Linked DNA regions of Pan troglodytes: region 2 is linked to region 1. A link is a contact called in public capture Hi-C data. All regions are on one chromosome and are shown on one strand. The core of a region is the stretch at or near the end of the contact, and the rest is flanking DNA. Distances in the headings are between cores, read along the strand shown. Region 1 overlaps DNMT1 (DNA methyltransferase 1). Region 2 overlaps DNMT1 (DNA methyltransferase 1).

What was found. Capture Hi-C pulls out chosen DNA fragments and counts their contacts.
Region 2: a contact with region 1 is called in a capture Hi-C map of stem cell-derived neural stem cells, with 2.9 times the contacts expected there. The contact joins two enhancer-like sites. A contact is called at or near these places in 3 of 7 Hi-C or Micro-C datasets (induced pluripotent stem cells and stem cell-derived neural progenitor cells) and 1 of 1 other capture datasets (stem cell-derived neural stem cells).

The regions. Positions count from the first base shown.
Region 1 is chr20:12,859,251-12,866,527 of NHGRI_mPanTro3-v2.0_pri, reverse strand. DNMT1 (DNA methyltransferase 1) reads left to right here. Exons shown (of 40, transcript XM_009434668.2): 30 at 666-750; 31 at 946-1,074; 32 at 1,528-1,810; 33 at 2,039-2,180; 34 at 3,251-3,417; 35 at 3,847-4,024; 36 at 4,574-4,778; 37 at 5,568-5,734; 38 at 6,003-6,119. Among named protein-coding and RNA genes, the nearest start is that of EIF3G, 18 kb to the right of the region's middle. Within about 2 kb of position 3,702, at least 7 of the 24 cell types and tissues checked have an H3K27ac peak or open chromatin away from gene starts, as enhancers often do. A contact at or near this core is called in stem cell-derived neural stem cells, where this site is marked.
Region 2 is chr20:12,906,086-12,913,362 of NHGRI_mPanTro3-v2.0_pri, reverse strand. It overlaps DNMT1 (DNA methyltransferase 1), which reads left to right. Exons shown (of 40, transcript XM_009434668.2): 2 at 6,233-6,269. Among named protein-coding and RNA genes, the nearest start is that of DNMT1, 10 kb to the left of the region's middle. Within about 2 kb of position 3,387, at least 1 of the 24 cell types and tissues checked has an H3K27ac peak or open chromatin away from gene starts, as enhancers often do. A contact at or near this core is called in stem cell-derived neural stem cells, where this site is marked.

The DNA.
Region 1 (7,277 bases), core at 2,453-4,952:
AGGGTTCTCCAGAGCACAAGTTGTATGAGATTCAAGTGGTCCTGGAGTTTAACACTCCTGGTTTTTAAAAAGTACGTCATTAGAGAACCTAACGTTTTAGTGTCTTGGTGCAACTGAACGTTGAGGACCATGAGGCAGCTTCCACCAGCCTGACTGGTGTCTTAGTATGAGTTGGAGAAGGTGCCCCTGCTCCTGGGTCCCTTGGGCCAGGCGCCTACGTCCAGGCCCAGCCCACATGCCTGTGCAGGTGGCCCTGGAGAGGGCCCACGAGTCAGCTGATGAAGCTCATGACTTGTAAATTGTTGGGGCTTGGCCTTTCCGTGTTGTTATCTTAAAACGATACATCCACGTTCTCCCAGGCTTGGATGAGGATAGCCCAATTGGACAGCAGATTCTGCATAGCACTTTTTCCTGTTCTAGAAAGGTACTCTCAAGTGCTTGTAATAGGCATTTCAGTGTCAGCCAGATCAAATGTTAGCATTAATAAAATGTATTGTTTTAAGTTTCTATTGTAGCAAAGTCAAACTACTCTTATTGGTGGCTAATTGGTCATGGCCCCACTGAGGGAGAAATTAAGTGACTATCAAATTGCCTTCTTACTAGTCTGCGTTAGAGAGGGGACAGTGCGTTTCTCTCCCAAACGATTGCAGTTCTCTCCTTTTCAGGCCTATAATGCAAAGAGCAAAAGCTTTGAAGATCCTCCCAACCATGCCCGTAGCCCTGGAAACAAAGGGAAGGGCAAGGGAAAAGGTACGTCATTGTATGAGTTTCTTTTCAAGTTATTCTTCTGTAACTTGGAGGCTGCCTGTGAATCCCTCAGTGTAAAACCACCTCTGGTGTTACTGACTCTGGGACAGCGAGGCCGCCTGAGTTAACAAGGCCCTTGAGAGCAAGGTGGACTTGGACTCTGAGGATCGGGTTTAGCCTCTGGCCTCTCTTCCCCAGGGAAGGGCAAGCCCAAGTCCCAAGCCTGTGAGCCGAGCGAGCCAGAGATAGAGATCAAGCTGCCCAAGCTGCGGACCCTGGACGTGTTTTCTGGCTGCGGGGGGTTGTCGGAGGGATTCCACCAAGCAGGTGAGCGCCCGTAGGCTCCATCTCTGAATACCTGGTGAGCCCAGACCGGGCAGGTGCTACCTGAAACGACTTCCAACCCCGGTCACCTTCCTGACTCAAGAATCTCCTTCCAAGGCCAGGCATGGTGGCGCACGCCTGTAATCCCAGCACTTTGGGAGGCCGAGGTGGGTGGATCACGAGGTCAGGAGTTTGAGACCATCCTGGCCAACATGGTGAAACCCCGTCTCTGATAAGAATACAAAAATTAGCTGGGTGTGGTGGTGTGTGCCTGTAGTCCCAGCTACTCAGGAGGCTGAGGTGGGAGAATCGCTTGAACCTGGGAGGCAGAGCTTGCAGTGAGCCAAGATCACACCACTGCACTCCAGCCTGGGTGACAGAGCGAGACTCCATCTCAAAAAAAAAAAAAAAATCTTCTGGAGAGTTGAAAGCATGGCTTCGTGCTTGATCTGCCAGGCATCTCTGACACGTTGTGGGCCATCGAGATGTGGGACCCCGCGGCCCAGGCGTTCCGGCTGAACAACCCCGGCTCCACAGTGTTCACAGAGGACTGCAACATCCTGCTGAAGCTGGTCATGGCTGGGGAGACCACCAACTCCCGCGGCCAGCGGCTGCCCCAGAAGGGAGACGTGGAGATGCTGTGCGGCGGGCCGCCCTGCCAGGGCTTCAGCGGCATGAACCGCTTCAATTCGCGCACCTACTCCAAGTTCAAAAACTCTCTGGTGGTTTCCTTCCTCAGGTAAACGGGTAGAAGCCCCCCAGTGTTGCCAGACGGCCCGGGGCTGTGCCACATGTCAGCAGTGGTCATTTTCGCCCTGCACTGAGGCCTCTGCCCCCCGGAAGCTCACAGCTCAGCTCTCACCAGGGAGAGACTTTGATAACATTCGTGAGGGGCTTCCGGCACAGTGGGTCATTTCTTCCCTCTGTCTGTGGAGGTGACTCCTGCAGTCTCTCCTGCCCCCTACAGCTACTGCGACTACTACCGGCCCCGGTTCTTCCTCCTGGAGAATGTCAGGAACTTTGTCTCCTTCAAGCGCTCCATGGTCCTGAAGCTCACCCTCCGCTGCCTGGTCCGCATGGGCTATCAGTGCACCTTCGGCGTGCTGCAGGTGGGCCCCGGGGCTGGGGCGGGCAGACAGATGTGGCCAGCACGTGACCCGGCCAGCAGCCAGCCATCCCTTACTGAAGGCAGGGTTCAATGGCACAGGCCTGCCATCCAGGCAGCAGAGGCTGGCATGGTGCTCTGTCCCACTGGCGGAGTCAGGGGAGATGCGTGCTCAGCCGGCCCCCAGCAAGTCCACCGCTAGTGTCTCTTGAGCTGTGTTCTCGAACATACCTGGGAGGGCTGGCTACAATGGGCTTCTCGCCATGCAGCTCCTGGCTCCTTTCCCTCGATGGGGAAGGGTGAGCAGCCCACCATGGAGCACTGTGGAATGGCTGAGTCTGCACAGAGGGGGAGGGGAAGTGAGGTACGCAGAGCCATGTGTAGGCGGCAGCTGTTCGATTGGTTTAAAAGACAGTTTTGCTCTGGGTAACTGCGCACACAAACCCCCACAGATGGCCGAGGGTTGCACTCCACGTGGCTGTGTCTGCAGGGACAGGGATGGACATAGTCTGTGGGGCCCAGGCCTTATCTGAAAAGCATCCCCCATCCTCTCTGTATCAGCTCAGCAATTGAGGGCATAATTAAAAATGAAACAGCTATCCAGATGCTAGCACAGGATGTCTGCCTAAGCGGGCAAGCACTTGGCTACCCGGTCCCCTAGCTCAGCCTCAGGGCGACTCAGGCTCACCAGACAAGACTTGTTGCAGCCACGTTCTCTGTCCTTGTGACCACAGCCATCAGGGAAGCGACAGGGCTCCTGGTCTCCAGTGTTCTCCCCGAGTGCTAAGACCTTGGGGCCCTTGCAGTGCTTTCAGAGCTGGCCGGACTTCCCCGCAGGGTTCGCTCCCACCTTCCCCAGTGGCTGCCCCCTGGGCTCAGCTGCTTTTGTTCTTTATCTGCTCCAAACTCCTCTGACCAGGAGCACGCCTGCTGAGGTAACTGGGGATTTCCGCAAGCGCGCTCCGCATTGGCCAGCCACTCCCGACACAGGCTGCTGACCCTGGGCCTGGGTCTGGACAGTCCAGTTGGGAGTGTCCCACTGACGGTGGGGTTGTCTGTCCTTCTCCCCCACAGGCCGGTCAGTACGGCGTGGCCCAGACACGGAGGCGGGCCATCATCCTGGCCGCGGCCCCTGGAGAGAAGCTTCCTCTGTTCCCGGAGCCACTGCACGTGTTTGCTCCCCGGGCCTGCCAGCTGAGTGTGGTGGTGGATGACAAGAAGTTTGTGAGCAACATAACCAGGTAGGTGGCCCCCGTCGCTCCTCCACACACTGCCGAGCAGGCCTCAGTAGCTCATGGGGCCCGTGAGTGCTCCCTGGTGAGGCTTGGGGAGGAGAGGATGGTACAGCATCTGCCCTGCCACACAGTGCTCTGCCACATGGCACTCTGCCACCTGTGGTCTCCAGTTCTGACCCTGCATCATCTGCTTCCCTAGTAGATAGCATGTGCAGAGCGGCCGGCCGCATGCTTGGCTGTGGTCATCCACAAAGCCCACGCCATAGCCCCATCCCCCCTTCCAGATGGCATCCAGGCACACTGCCACCCATGTGACCTCGGGCAGTGCTGTGATCTCGGGAGAAGGCCATCTGAGCAGGCAGGGGGTGGCACCTGTGACGAGGGGACAGCTGCTGCGTGCATCTCCAGAGGTGTTGACCTCCTCCTCTGTTGCAGGTTGAGCTCGGGTCCTTTCCGGACCATCACGGTGCGAGACACGATGTCCGACCTGCCGGAGGTGCGGAATGGAGCCTCGGCACTGGAGATCTCCTACAACGGGGAGCCTCAGTCCTGGTTCCAGAGGCAGCTCCGGGGCGCACAGTACCAGCCCATCCTCAGGGACCACATCTGTAAGGTAATGGCACCCCGACAGAGCGGCTCCTCCTCGAGGCCCAGCCCAGCAGCCTCGTGGGAACAGTCAGCCTGCCCAAGACTCGGGAGACATGGAATCTGATCCCAGGCTCCTCCTCCCGAGTCCTCAGCCTTTGTGTGACCCCTGGCCTCTCTTGCATGGTCATGGGAAGTGTCAGAGCTCCCGCAGTCCTGGACTTGGTCTGGAATGGTGTCAAGCCACTGCCCACCCACCACTGCCTTCCCCCTTGCTGCCTCTCCCTGCATGTTTTCCCAAGATGCCAAGACCAGCCCTTTCACCATCCCCTGGCACCACTCCCCTTCCCCCACCCTAAAGGCTCCGCTTAGATTCCCACGCTCTCCTACACCTGCGCTGCCTCCGGTCCCTGCCATGGCCTCGAGCCAAGTGCGATATCCCTGACTGTCTCTTTCCCGATGGGCGTGAGCCCCAGGGGGCTTCCTGGTCACCATGGTGTTCCCAGCACCCAGCCCACCATGGATGCTTGGATGCTGCTCACATGAGGTGACAGCTGGGCCCCCCACACTCTTTCAGGACATGAGTGCATTGGTGGCCGCCCGCATGCGGCACATCCCCTTGGCCCCAGGGTCAGACTGGCGCGATCTGCCCAACATTGAGGTGCGGCTCTCGGACGGCACCATGGCCAGGAAGCTGCGGTATACCCACCATGACAGGAAGAACGGCCGCAGCAGCTCTGGGGCCCTCCGTGGGGTCTGCTCCTGCGTGGAAGGTGGGGCCTGTAGGTTGTGGTTCCCGGTGGGCTGAGGGGAAGGAAGGCAGAGCCCTGGGCCTTTGGCCTGTGAACCTGGAGGCCAGGGCAGGGCACAGACACACCAAGCCTGGGTGTCCCAGAGAAGGTAGCTGCTGACCATGTTGAGTAGTAAAAGCAGGCTGGGTTCATGACCCACACCTATAATCCCAACACTTTGGGAAACCAAGGCGGGAGGATCACTTGAGCCTGGGAGGTTGAGGAGGCTACAGTGAGCTGTGATTGTGCCATTGCACTCCAGCCTGGGAGACAGAGTGAGACCCTGTCTCTAAAAAGAAAAAAAAAAAACAGTAAATAAATAATAAAAGCAGGTCAGGCACGATGGCTCACCTCTGTAATCCCAGCACTTTGGGAGGCCAAGGCAGGCAGATCACTTGAGATCAGGAGCTCGAGATCAGCCTGCCCAACATGGTGAAACCCCATCTCTATTAAAACTACAAAAATTAGCCAGGCGTGGTGTCGCACGCCTATAATCCCAGCTATTTGGGAGGCTGAGGCAGGAGAATCGCTTGAACCCCATAGGCAGAGGTTGCAGTGAGCCAAGATCATGCCATTGCACTCCAGCCTGGGCAACAGAGCGAGACATATAGTACTAATAATAAAAACAGTGCCCAGAGAACGAGGATTGTTGGCTGCTCCACCCCAGGGGGCCCCTTGCACAGGAGGTGCCATCTCTGCCTCCCAAAGCTCTTAAGAGCCACTGTCCCAAGCCTATACCCCATCCCACAACTGCAGCCTCATCACTGTCCTGTCTTCCAGCCGGCAAAGCCTGCGACCCCGCAGCCAGGCAGTTCAACACCCTCATCCCCTGGTGCCTGCCCCACACCGGGAACCGGCACAACCACTGGGCTGGCCTCTATGGAAGGCTCGAGTGGGACGGCTTCTTCAGCACAACCGTCACCAACCCCGAGCCCATGGGCAAGCAGGTAGGTGGGGAGGGGGCATCCGAGGGCCTGGGTCAGGCCCTGTACTTGGTGGCCTAACTAAGTGGAAGTGTGGGTTTAGCCAAGTGGGGGACAGCACCCCAGGACCCCAGGCACCTGGCCTCTGCCTCCTGCCCCTCCATGTCCACGGGACAAGCTCATAGGCCAAGGCCATGGCCGGATGCTGCCACAGTGCCATTTCCCTCCCTGTCCCCGACGGTGACCCGGCCTGGGTGCTACTGCCCTCGCCCACCGCGCCTCTTTCCCCCAGGGCCGCGTGCTCCACCCAGAGCAGCACCGTGTGGTGAGCGTGCGGGAGTGTGCCCGCTCCCAGGGCTTCCCTGACACCTACCGGCTCTTCGGCAACATCCTGGACAAGCACCGGCAGGTCAGTGGGGTGGCGCCCGCTGGGTCTGGACAGGAAGGAGGCTTCTGTGCCTGTCACCAGGTGGGGCTGGGGCCAGCGCAGTCACTTCCGGGAGGATGCCTGCTGGCTGCCGGCTAGCCCCAGCACTCTCAGTGGGAAGACGGCCCACAGGAGGGACAGTGCTGAGACATCCGAGTCAGGCTGCGTCCCTATGCTGGTTCCTTACTGTTTGTTTTTGAGGCAGAGATTGAGCCAGAAGGACAGTCCGTCGCGCTAAAGGAGCAGGCTAAAACCCATGGTGGCGACAGCTCACTCGCTGTAGGTTCAAATGAACTAGCACCTTAATTCCTACCTGCTTCTCAGGTGTCGGGTTGGCTTAACGAGTTAGTCTATGAGTTAGTCTTAGTTAAGTGTATTTTCATCAACATAGGGCACGCGCATTGCTTAAAAACCAGTGTCCACGGTTCTTGTGAAAACCACATTTCACCCCTCCCCCCGAATCTGGTTCTCGGGAAGCAGCCACTCTCTTTTTTTTTTGAGATGGAGCTTTGTTCTTTCGCCCAGGCTGGAGTGAAGTGGCGTGATCTCAGCTCACCGCAACTTCCACCCCCCTGGTTTTAAGTGATTCTCCTGCCTCAGCCTCTTGAGTAGCTGGGATTACAGTCATGTGCTACCACACCCGGCTAATTTTTGTATTTTTAGTAGAGATGGGGTTTCACCATGTTGGCCAGGCTGGTCCCGAACTCTTGACCTCAGGTGATCCGCCTGCCTCGGCCTCCCAAAGTGCTGGGATTACAGGCATGAGCCACTGCGCCGGCCAGGGAAGCAGCCATTCTTAACTGGGAGCTAAACATGTCTAGGTGGCCCATTTGTCTTTTTTTTTTTTTTTTTTTTTTTTTTTTCTGAGACAGGGTCTCACTCTGTCCCCTAGGCTGGAGTGCAGTGACATGATCTCTGCCCACTGCAACCTCCACCTCCAGGGTTCAAGTGATTCTCCTGCCTCAGCCTCCTGAGTAGCTGGGATTACAGGCATGTGCCACAATGCCCAGCTAATTAGTTTTTGTACTTTTAGTAGAGACGGGGTTTCACCATGTTGGCGAGGCTGCTCTCGAACTCCTGGCCTCAACTAATCCACCCGCCTTGGCCTCCCAAAGTGCTGGGATTACAGGCATGAGCCAC
Region 2 (7,277 bases), core at 2,138-4,637, 47 kb before region 1:
TTTGCCATGTTGCCCAGGCTGGTCTTGAACTCCTGAGCTCAGGTGATCTACCCGCTTCAGCCTCCCAAAGTGCTGGGATTACAGGCATGAGCCACTGTGCCCAGTGGGTCTACTCTTTTGCCTACTGTGGATGCCTTCTTGGGCAGCCCTGCTCCAGCTGCCATGCAGCCGGCCTGAAGAAGCTGGTTTGACAGAGACTTGTAACTTGTCTTGCATGGTCCGCTACATTTTATTTTTAGAGACAAGGTCTTGCTGTGTCACCCAGGCTGGAATGCAGCGGCACAATTATAGCTCACTGGGCTCTAGTGATCCTCCTGCCTCAGTCTCCTGAGTAGCTAGGACCACAGGTGCATGCTGCCACACCAAGCTAATTACTATTTTTTGTTTAGGCAGGGTCTCTGCTGTGTTGCCCAGGCTGGTCTCGAATTCCTGAGCTCTATTGATCCTCCCGCTTCGGCTTCCCGAGTAGCTAGGCCTATAGGCACATGCTAGCACACCCAGCTAATTACTAATTACTATTTTTTGTAGAGACAGGGTCTCGCTGTGTTGCTCAGGCTGGTCTTGAATTCCTGGGCTCTAGTGATTCTCCCGCCTCAGCCTCCTGAGTAGCTAAGACTATAGGTGCATGCCACCACACCCAGCTAATTACTATTTTTTGTAGAGACAGGGTCTCGCTGTGTTGCCCAGGCTGGTCTCAAATTCCTGGGCTCTAGTGATCCTTCCGCCTCGGCCTCCTGAGCAGCTAGGAGTACAGGTGCATGCTATCATACCCAGCTAATTACTGTTTTCTTGTAGAGAGAGGGTCTCACTGTATTGCCCAGGCTGGTCACAAATTCCTGAGCTCTAGTGATCCTCCCGCCTCTGCCTCCCGAGTAGCTAAGACTATAGGTGCATGCTACCACAGCCAGCTAATTATTCTTCCTTGTAGAGACAGGGTCTCGCTCTGTTGCCCAGGCTAGTCTCGAATTCCTGGGCTCAAGTGATCTTCCTGTCCTGGCTTCCCGAGTGTAGAGATTACAGGCATGAGCCACTGCGCCCAGCCATGGTCTGCTGTATTTCAGACGAGCATTTCTGGCGTAGAGGTGTTAGGGTAATCTAACATTTTATAATTTCTTCCTATCCAATCTATACTAGATACCTCTGCTGGGTTAGTTTTCTTAACATGGCTCTGATGTCATTGGTTCTACTTCCCCTTGACTGCTTTGGTGGTTTGTTAACTATGGAACAAGATTGATAAGTGTGATGCTTTTGCCCTCCCTCCGACTGTCCCCAGCCACCTCTCTGGAGGTGCCTTTCCCTCCCTGTATGTGGCCAGTCTCGTGTTTGTTTCTTGTGTGTTTCCAGAACCAGCCACTTCTCAATGGTGCCCCTGTTTGAGCAGCTTCCTGTGCCCGGTTCACACAGAGCTGTCAACTTCTTCCTGAGGCTGTTATACCCTTTCTCTTGGGAATCCCGCAGGCAGGCGTGAGCTGTATTTGCCTTATTCCTCTGTGGTTGTTTATATATATCTTTTTTTTTTTTTTTTTTTTTTTGAGACGGAGTTTCACGCTTGTTGTCCAGGCTGGAGTGCAATGACGTGACCTTGGCTTACCGCAGCCTCCACCTCCCGGGTTCAAGCGATTCTCCTGCCTCAGCCTCCTGAGTAGCTGGGATTATAGGCATGTGCCACCATGCCTGGCTGATTCTGGATTTTTAGTAGAGACGAAGTTTCTTCATGTTGGTCAGGCTGGTCTCGAACTCCTGACCTCAGGTGATCCGCCCGCCTCGGCCTCCCAAAGTGCTGGGATTACAGGCATGAGCCACCGCGCCTGGCCAGCTGTTTATATATATCTTATCTCCCCTCTGCGGAGGGTTCATCTCTGAGGGAAGCACTAGGAAGGAATCATAGGGTCTCAGGCTGGGCACTAAGCCGGCATTCTGAGTCCTCTGCTCCGTCCTTCACGGCTGTCTGCGACCCTCCTGGCTTCAGCAGGTGTGATCGGTGTCATCACAGTTTTACCAGGGAAGGGATGTCGCTAAAGTGACCCTCCCGCCAGCTCCTCACTGCCTGCCTGGGATCCCACCTGCCACTCTGGGGCCAGGCAGGTTAAATCCGGTTTCTACTGGATGAGACATTCTAGGGGTTTTGAAGGTTTCTCTATTCTCTTTGCCAGGCTAAATATCCCAGTTCATATGAGGGGCTGAAAGAAAGCAGACCCATTCTGCAGGGACACCTTGGTCTCCTCAATCAGTTGAACCTTGTCCTTCACACCCCAGGCAACCTCAGGATCAGGAGACTGGCTGGCTTGGTAGAGGTAGAAGCCATGTCCTTCCAGTTTTCTCAGCGGCGTGACTGAGAAGTCAAGTGTAACGCTATTACCACAGCGTGTGTGCCTCTGGCTGGAAGTACCAGTGTCTGTAGCCCTCCTGACTTAAGGCTCTCCTTGGACCCCAGGTGCTACAAGGGTAGAATGACTTTTGCCTGGAAGAGGTTCCTTGTGCTCCTGGAAATCCTGATGTCAAAGCATCTTTTTTTTTTTTTTTTTTTTTTTTCTTTTGAGACAGGGTCTTGTTCTGTTGCCCAGGCTGAACAGGCTGGATTGCAGTGGTACCATCATAACTCACTGCAGCCTCAACCTCCCAGGCTCAAGCGATCCTCCCATCTCAGCCTCTCAAGTAGCTGGTACCACAGGTGCACACTAACCACACCCAGCTAATTTTTACATTTTTTTTGTAGAGACGGGATCTCTCAGTGTAGCCCAGGCTGGTCTCAAACTCCTGACCTCAAGTGATCCTCCTGCCTTGGCCTCCCAAAGTGCTGGGATTACAGGCATGAGCTACTGCGTCTTGCCTGGCCTTGTAGCACCTTGAGTCCAAGTGATACAGTATATATAATATACAGTCTATATTACCACTGTGTTTGTAGGGTGCTAAGTGTCTCTTCTACAGAGCAGTCTTTTTTTTTTTTTTTTTTTTTGAGACAGAGTTTTGCTCTGTTGCCCAGGCTGGAGTGCAGTGGCATGATCTTGGCTCACTGCAAGCTTCACCTCCCGGGTTCACGCCATTCTTCTGCCTCAGCCTCCTGAATAGCTGGGACTACGGGCGCCCACCACCACGCCTGGCTAATTTTTTGTATTTTTAGTAGAGGCGGGGTTTCACTGTGTTAGCCAGGATGGTCTCCATCTCCTGACCTCATGATCCGCCCACCTCAGCCTTCCAAAGTGCTGGGATTACAGGCGTGAGCCACCGTGCCCGGCCCTACAGAATGGTCTTTCCTAACCACACAGCAAGTCAGGAAGTCCCTGCCTAGTGACACCTACATCTAATCACTTAGCTCATTGCCTGGAGCAGGGCCTGGCATTCAGCAGGTGCTCATATGTGAGCGGCGCTGGTGGGGAATCAGGGCCCGCATGACCCAGAGCAGCTGTTGTAAGACATGGGTCCAGCAAAGCATTCCTCATGCTGCTGCCTGCACTTACCCTCTAGGAAGGCCAGCCTGGAGGAGCCACTTCTGCCCTTCAGGCAAATGATAACTGAGCACCTGTCTGTGCGGGTGCTAGGTGGAAAGGTCCAGAGATGGCAGTGGCCTGGTCCCTGCCTGGGGCACCTTCTCTCCACCAACAGACACTTACCCAGCTGGTTAGACCTGTTCTCACCCCGCAGTCTGTAGTTAGCACCCAGGCTGGGAACAACAGCCTGTGTTCCTCTCCCTTTCCTTGGTACCTTCTCTTCTTGTTCCTTTATTTTTTTCTGAAGAGATAGGATTGCCCTATGTTGTCCAGGCTGGACTCGAACTCCTGCCCACAAGCCATCCTCCCACCACAGCCTCCTGAGTAGCTGGGGTTACAGGCACGCAGCACCGCAGCACTGCACCGGCTATTGTTCTTTTATTTTTTTCCCTCTTTGTCCCTGAAAGAGTCAAGCCACTAATTGTCAGTAATCAAATCAGACCACGATTTCCCAGGCAAACTCCTGGCAGTTCTACATTTAGGAATGACTAGCTAGAGACATCCTGAAGAATGAGTTATTCGGGGAGGCGCCAGCCACCTCCTCTAACTTCACCTCTATCTGCCCTCTGTGTGGGTACCCCTTGCTTCCCTGGATGCTTGACTCCCCCATTTCATCCTCATTAAAATGCCACCACCCCCCACCAGGCCTTTAGGAACATCAGCTGGCTGTTCCCCACAGTGTCCTGTGGCCCTGGGCTACTCATTCTGACACTGGCCATACTGTGGCACACCTTGTTATGGGCTGTTGTCAGACCCAACTGGAGAAAGACCAGCTGTAGGTCATTTCCCTTACGGAAGGGCCCCAACTATATGACCTGCCCCCTCTTTCCTGGTATCTTTTTGAGTCAGGGTCTCACTCTGTCTCCTAGATTGGAGTGCAGTGATGCAATCACGGCTCACTGTGGCCTCGACCTCCCGGGCTCAGGTGATCTTCCTTCCTCAGCCTCCCAAGTAACTGGGACCACAAGCATATGCCACCAAACCCAGTTATTTTTATTTTATTTTATTTTGAGACAGAGTTTCACTCTTGTTGCCCAGGCTAGAGTGCAATGGTGTGACCAGCTCACTGCAACCTCTGCCTCCCGGGTTCAAGTGATTCTCCTGCCTCAGCCTCCCAAGTTGCTGGGATTACAGCCACCCACCACCACGCCTGGCTAATTTTTGTATTTTTAGTAGAGATGGGGTTTCGCCATGTTGGCCAGGCTGGTCTCAAACCCTTGACCTCAGGTAATCCACCCACCTCGGCCCTCAGGTAATCCACCCAACTGCTGCTGTATGTTGGGATTACAGGCATCAGCCACCACGCCCAGCCACTAATTTTTGTATTTTTGTAGAGACGGAGTTTTGCCATGTTGCCCAGGCTGGTCTGAACGCCTGGGCTCAAGTGATCCGCTCGCCTTGGCCTCCCAAAGTGCTGGGATTATAAGCGTGAGCCACCATGCCTGGTCCCTGGTACCTTTTAAAATATACAGGCTGGGCATGATGGCTCATGCCTGTAATCCCAGCACTTTGGGAGGCTGAGGCAGGTGGATCGCCTGAGGTCGGGAGTTCGAAACCAGCCTGACCAACACGGAGAAACCCTGTCTCTGCTAAAAATATAAAATTAGCTGGGTGTGGTGGTGCATGCCTGTAATCCCAGCTACTCGGGAGGCTGAGCCAGGAGAATTGCTTGAACCTGGGAGTCGGAGGTTGAGCTGAGATCACACCATTGCACTCCAGCCTGGGCAACAAGAGCAAAACCCTATCTCAAAAAAAAAAAAAAAAAAAAAAAAAAAAATATATATATATATATATACACACACACACATATATGCGGGTATATATATACACACATATGTACACATATATACGTATATGTACACATATATACACGTATATGTACACATATATACGTATATGTACACATATATACGTATATGTACACACATATACACGTGTATATATATATATGCATGCCAGACATGGTGGCTCATGCCTGTAATCCTAGCACTTCAGGAGACTGAGGCAGGCGGATCACTTGGGGTCAGGAATCTAAGACCAGCTCGACCAACATGGTGAAACCCTGTCTCTACTCAAAATACAAAAAATTAACGAGGCTGGTGGTGCCTATAATCCCAGCTACTTGGGAGGCTGAGGTGAGAGAATCACTTGAACCCAGAAGGTGAGGGTTGCAGTGAGCTGAGATCGCACCACTGCACTCCAGCCTGGGCAACAGAGCGAGACTCCATGTCTGTCTGTCTGTCTATCTATCTGTATAATGTATATGTATGTATGTATATATGTGTGTGTATATATATACACATATATACATACATATATACACACACATATTCTGTTACAGAGCTGCTGTGTGTGTGTGTATATATACACATATATATACACATATATGTGTGTATATATACAGTGTGTATATATACACATATATATACACATATATGTGTGTATATATATACACACACACACACACATAATTCTGTTACAGAGCTGCTATGTAATCTCACAATCATCAGAAAAACGACCCCCAAAAGGGGAACCTTGTTCAGATCAGATGACTTCTTAGCATTAGGCATTCCAGTAGGACACTCTAGACTCCTGCGGGGAGACAAAAGCCAGCTTAGTTTTTTCTAACACTCATATGTTAAACTTGTTTGTGTCCAAAACTTCTTTAGAACTGTGATATTCTTACAGGCAAATGAAGTTGCTTAACAAGTGTTTGTATTTTCTCCCCTATTTCTTCCTCCCAGGCTCAAAGATTTGGAAAGAGACAGCTTAACAGAAAAGGTAATCTCCACCTTAAAATTTTTCTTATTACCAAGTCTGACTGACACACTTTGTGGCTCATAAAAAGAAATTTGTTTTCTTTAAATGGATTTTGCATTTTTTCCCATGAAGTTTCAAAGATAATTTGGATATTCTTGTTAAATGTCAGCACTAATTTGCTGCTAATAGTTGGGTGGTGGTGGTGTTTTTTTTGTTGTTGTTTTTGTTTTTTGAGACAGAGTCTCACTCTGTCGCCCAGGCTAGAGTGCAATGGCACGATCTCGGCTCACTGTGACCTCTGCCTCCCGGATTCAAGCTGTTCTCCTGCCTCAGCCTCCCAAGTAGCTGGAACTACAGGCACGCACCACCATGCCCAGCTAATTTTTATATTATTAGTAGAGATGGGGTTTCACCATGTTGGCCAGACTGGTCTTGAACGCCTGCTCGTGATCTGCCCACCTTGGCCTCCCAAAGTGCTGGAATTACAGGCGTGAGCCACCATGCCTGGCCCAGGTTTTTTTTTTTTTTTTTTAACCAATCTGAGTTCCTAAACAATCTACTCTGGATTGTAACTTGTCCTGGTAACACTGTTTTATTGTGTTTTTGTTATTGTTTTGAGATAGGGTCTCATTCTGTAGCCCAGGCTGCAGTGCAATGGCACAATTTTGGCTCACTGCAACCTTCGCCTCCCAGGCTCAAGTGATTTTCCCACTCAGCCTCCCGAGTAGCTCTAACTACAGGCTCAAGCCACCATGCCCAGCTAATTTTTAAATACTTTTTGTAAAGATGGGATTTTGTCATGTCGCCCCAGGCTGGTCTTGAACTCTGGGGCTCAAAGCAATCCACTTGCCTCGGCCTCCCAAAGTGCTGGGATTACAGGTGTGAGCCACTGTGCCTGGCCGACACTTTACAGAAGCACAGTATTATTCTTATAAACCATGATATGTCTCCATCTCACCTCCAACTTTCCCATTTTTCACCACTTTGGAGACAGGAGTGAAGTGATCCTAATGGAAATTCCCTGAACAC